2 separate regions of the Urocitellus parryii genome follow, and region 2 is linked to region 1. The links are chromatin contacts, called in public Hi-C maps. All regions are on one chromosome and are shown on one strand. Each heading gives the region's core, a stretch centred on a gene start, on an enhancer-like site or on the middle of the called end of the contact. The rest is flanking DNA. Distances are from core to core; before and after follow the strand shown.

Region 1 (2,700 bases), core at 131-2,630:
AAATAGTCAAAACTCTAGGTGCGTTTGCGGAAGAAAAAAGAAAGAAAGAAAGAAATCTGGCGTAGCCTAAGAAAGAAAACCCGAGGGGAACAGTGTTAGACAAGGGAAGGGTCCTATTCGGCAGAGGCCCCGATCAGTAAAGATTAAGATAAGAATGCTGTCTGACCCTTTCCAAGCCCAATGTGTCCGTCAGAAGAGGTGATCAGGAGCAGGAAACTGAAGCCCAGCAAACAGGTGGCCCCGAGACGAGGCCACATCTCCATGGTGCTAGGTGCGCGGGACCACCGGGCTGACCCGACACAGGGCTCGAGTCACCGCAAGAGATCCGTTTCTTTTCCTTAGAGCTGGTCAGCCCAGACCCTCTCTTTCTCAGATTTTTTTTTTTTTTTCCAAACTCTGAAGGAAGTGATGTTAGACGGATGTGGGTGGTGCCTCCGGGGTCCGGCTTGGGATGGAGTTAAAGGTGCAGATCACGTAGAAGGGTTCGGGAAATGCTCTCGAGCGTGATCTGCCTTCTCAGGGTCTTGTAAGTCGAAGCCTCAGGACCGAGCGGAAAAAGGTGGGCTGAGACGGTGGGGGTAAGGGAGAGGTTCGGAAGAACCGTTGTGGACTACGTCTGCCAGCCAGACTAACCCCTCCCCCTGCCTCTCCCGCCCCCAGGTCCGCTGTACTTACTATTCAAAACGCAAATTATTGATTCGTGAGGTCAACATCTCCCAACAGTGGGTGAGTCGCCTATTGGCCTCGAATTTCCCTTCCCCCACCGCAAGTAAGAAAAATCGGACAACCGGATTTCATTAATTTCCTGCTCAGGTCTCTGAAGAGACCTGATAAACCCATTCTGCATTCAACTGTCTCTTGCCTTGCAGGCATGCACTTCACTTTCACGCTAAGGAGGATGCAACCAACCAATACAAGCTCCAAGAAAACCAGAGTTGGGGCTTCCTATTGCAAAACTAAACGTTCCAAAGGAACCAGGTCATGTCACTGTAGGCATCTAAAATGTAACGCTTCTTCAGATTAAATCTATTTTTGTTGTGGATTAAATATTTCTTTTTAATTTTCGGCCTCTACTACATAACAGGCCAAAATCTCCCATCTTTCTTCTATTAGTTTGAGTCCAACAGTGCATACTTAATGCATAGTGAAAAGCATCAGAACAAAACTACACAAACAAAATCATTTCGCCCTTTTATTAGGTTCTCCACAAACTAAGTACCGACACAATGGAACGCCTGGGAGCTCCAGGATGCAGCGCGGCACCCGGCACCTGCCGCCAATAGAAATTCTGGGGTGCGCAAAGCAGGCTGGGTTTTGTAGTTGGGATGCGCGCTCCCGGGATAGGCCGCCGGGGAAGGAGAGGCGGGGCTGACTGTATCACGTGGGCCTCGCTCCCGCCGCCGCCGTCTTTCTCTGTCTCGGTTGAGGCAGCCATCTTGCTCTTGCCGCGTGCTGGTGTTGGAGGACCCTCCCTGCTTCAGGTGAGACCCCCGGCGGTCCCGCCACTCCACGGCCATAGGCCGCTGCGCACGGTCTCCCCCCGCCCTCTTCTTCCGACACCCTCCAACCGCTCGGGCTGCCACTTCCGCCGTGGCGCGGCGAGTGGGGGCGGAGGCGGCTGGCTTGGCCTGTCGGTTACCGGCGGCGCAGCTGGGGGTCGGCACCTGAGGGAAGGTCCCCAGCACCAACGCCCCCTGTGAGAGCGGAACGGTGCTTTTGCCGCCCAAATCCAGTCCCAGGAGGCGGGTGGACCCCCTCTCCTCTGTTCCATTACTCTTCGTTATTCACAACAACAATGTCATATGTTTTGAGCTTATACAGCTTATCTGTTGTCATCTCAGTTGATGCTTCCAGTCTACAGATAGGGAAACCGAGGTTAGCACCCCGCCCCCTGCCCGGGGAACCGGACCCTGTTGCAGGGCTCATCACCTTATAATGGCAGAATTTGTTTACAAGTCTGCCTCCCTTTTGGGACATTGCCTAGCCCATCCTTATAACCCCATCACTGCTTGATGATTGACCGGCAGGCACAGTGGTATACAGCTAGTGAATGGCGGTTTCAATTTCCCTTCCCAGGTTATTTCACTTATACCTTAGCTATCCCCTCGGGAATGGTAACAATAGTTACCAATTATTGAGTATATTTCTGTGAGCCATATCTTGTGCTTGATAATCTACCTTTAACCCTCAAAACAACCCTGTGAAGTATGTGTTATACCTTTCCTGATGCAGGAGGAACAAAAGTTCAAAAAAGTAAAATACTTTTTTGAAGCCTTAAGTATTAAGTAGAGTAGACCCAGTGTCTTTGATTCTACATCCTGTGCTTCTCTTAAAGAAATCTCATAATAAAAAGTTGAGACTAAAGGTTGAAATTATTTTTATCCCTGTGTAAACATGATGTATGTGAAAATGCCTACCACAATGCTTGGAACTTAGGTGTTAAGTATTGATTAACCTCATTTGTACTCTATCTTGAACTCCTAAGAAAAGTGCTAAAAGATCCTTGGATCTCCCAAGGAAGAACTCATTATCATGTGACCAAAGGAAGTTACTTCTCCCTTTGGTTGCAGAAAGGAACTGCTACCTCAAGGCCTTCTTTTTCTATTAAATTGGAAAACGCTGAACTGCTTATAATTTATGCCCCGCTGCTGTCCTCATATATGTAAGACAGGAATGACAGGTACGAATTAAGATGGATTA
Region 2 (2,700 bases), core at 189-2,688, 300 kb after region 1:
CACCCCACACATTTTAGAGATAGGTAACAATTTCTTTGAGGAAAAAGTAAAGTTCCATGAAGATTAAATATAGGCAATTTGGCATCATTTATGTCTTAAGATATGCCTCATTTCTTCTTACCTAAGGAAACAGGAGGGTCAACATGTACAGAAATACTAGCAACAAGGCACAAGAGGTGTGAAACATCTAACAATGTGAAATGTCTTCACAGTTATGATCCAGATAGGGATTAAAGATAAATGTAGTAAAGGAAACTATTAAATAGTGTCAAGAGCCCAGAGGAACCAACAGAAGTTAGAGGACTGGTTCTTATGGCTATTCAAAAAGGGAAGGATTCCTATAGAAGATTCCTGAACTGAACATGGAAGTTCGTAAATATTGACAAAGACTGAACTCAGTTCCAAGGGATGAAGAAGGTAGGCAAGTGATATTTGGGAGACAGCAATGGGTTTCATCAAGTGTATAATTTCATTTACATTAAAAAAAAAGTTATCAGTGTTACTAAGCTGTACTGGTCTGATAGTTGGGAGTGGCTGTTTCTTTGCAGCTGATAGACCCAGATATGAGTACTGTGAATAGCTGAAAATAAATGCTCATGCTAAAATACAGGCGGGGAAAAGGTACTTTTAGTGATGAAAACAGAAATATGGATGAAAATACAAATATAATCATTTTTACAAAGAATTTGGGCATTACAATCTGATAGTTCTAATAATGATGCCAATCCATTATTTTAAGCAACTTAAAAAATAAAACTTTCCTCTGAATTTCATGTTTTCCTTATAGAGCTAAAATTTGACAAAACTGAGTTAAAAAAAAAAAAAGCCAGACCAACAGAATTATTCTGAATTAATGATTACGAGACCAAAATTTTAGTTTAAGTTGAAAACAACATTCTCCTTCAAAAATTAGTTTCCTAGAACTCAGTGGCATTTTATCCTGCATTCTATTGGGGAATATTTGCAATCTAAGATTTTGTGTTTTTGGAAGTTTTTTAACTTTTGAGGGAACTAATCCAAAAAGGAAATATTGAGTCATTAACAAATAAACTGTTTACAAAAGATACATGAAAGATCACTTTAAGTAAATTAAGAGTATCAATCTAATTTTTCTTTTGTAGTTGTAGATGGACAGAATGCCTTTATTTTTTTATGTGGTGCTGAGGATCGAACCCAGTGTGCCTCGAAAGCTAGGCAAGCGCTCTACCACTGAGCTACAACCCTGACCCTCTCAATGTAATTTTAATGAGGCATAGTGTGAAAATGAATAAAGAGCAAGGAAAATAGAGAGAGCAAAACCAACTGGAAGACTTGCCCAAGTAAAAAGTAAATTTGCATTCATAATATCAAAGTATCTTTTGGTCAAAATTAGTAAACGTGTTTGAATCTAAATAAATGTTTAAGGAAATACATAACAAATTTACCTTCAATATGTTTCTTCTGATGGATGACGTAACACAAAACTTTCAGAAATTAACTTGGAAATGTTAACCTTTTCCACAATGAAGTCAGATAAAATGTGCTATTGAGATACAAAGAAAACACCCAAGTAAATTGCAGTGCTCACTAAGCTCTCATTAAAAAAAAAAAACAAAACGGGGAAATAGCATCTACTACTTCCTTATAAAATCAGTACTTCTCAGCAAACCTTCTACAATTCTCAAATAATCTAACTGTAAAATATATAGCCTAATTTTTCACTTTGACTATGACAACTTATTTTATGTGCACAATAATCTCATTTTTTTCAAACAAAAAACTAGCATAGGGAAAGAACTATGAAATGTATACCAAGAGGGCTTTAAATTCATGCTCAATTATTTTAAATCTAGACCATATTTTAGTTTACTAAAGCAGATATCATCTTTCAAAAACCAAGTCATGGTAAAAGTCTCCTTTACTAGGAGACCAAGAGCCATACTTGATGAGACCAGAATAATGTGTGCACCATAAGGTGTATAATTCCACTTTCATTAAAAAAAAAAAAAAAATTATTAGTGTTACTGGTCTGATAGTTGGAAGAGGTATGTGATTTACCCTAGGCTGAGGAAGCAAAGTTACTGGAAGGACTAGGACCATATAACCTGCCATTCCTCTACCACTATGCCACATGCCTATTCCCATCATCAAACAAACCAAGTTTATTAGTGCCCTCAGACTATGTAACTGCTGTTCTCTTTTCCTGCATTACAGGGGTGGCTCAGGTCTCAGCTCCGATGAAACTCCCTCGGAAAGGCTTTCACTGAATACTCAGTGGGAAAGTTACTCTGCCATCATGTTCTATTATACCATCCTATTATGACCATCATATTATTTTCCTATTTGTTGTGTTTCTCACATTTGAATGTTAAATTCCAAAGAATAGAAACCTTGAGACCTTCTCTTTATTATTCATAACTGCATTAGTAATCCTTTGTCAGGACTAGGCATATAATAGGTAAACAAATGAAGGATGGAATTTTAAAAATCACCAGAACAAGCACGGCACTGTGATGTATCCCTATAATCCCAGTAATTTGGGAAGCTGAGGCAGGTAGATTACAAATTCAAGGCCAGCTGGCAACTTAGTGAGATGTTATCTCAAAGTAAAATAAAAAAATTTAAAGGGCTGGGGATATAGCTAAGTAGTACAGTACGGAGGTTTAATCCCCAATACCACAAAATAAATAAACAAATAAACAAATAAAAGATAAATCAGAG

What was found. Hi-C and Micro-C count contacts between places; a contact is called where the count stands out from the background.
Region 2: a contact with region 1 is called in a Hi-C map of liver, with 7 times the contacts expected there. The contact joins the promoter of Orc1 here to the promoter of Btf3l4 in region 1. A contact is called at or near these places in 2 of 2 Hi-C or Micro-C datasets (liver and muscle).

What each region holds. Positions count from the first base shown.
Region 1 is chr11:35,365,254-35,367,953 of mUroPar1.hap1, forward strand. It overlaps Btf3l4 (basic transcription factor 3 like 4), which reads left to right and starts at 1,381. Exons shown (of 5, transcript XM_026381733.2): 1 at 1,381-1,481. Txndc12 (thioredoxin domain containing 12) reads right to left here and starts at 382. Exons shown (of 7, transcript XM_026381716.1): 1 at 167-382. The coding sequence starts at 263. LOC144249066 (a long non-coding RNA gene) reads left to right here and starts at 474. Exons shown (of 3, transcript XR_013342135.1): 1 at 474-559; 2 at 661-726; 3 at 870-928.
Region 2 is chr11:35,660,402-35,663,101 of mUroPar1.hap1, forward strand. It overlaps Orc1 (origin recognition complex subunit 1), which reads right to left and starts at 1,439. Exons shown (of 17, transcript XM_026382647.2): 1 at 1,425-1,439.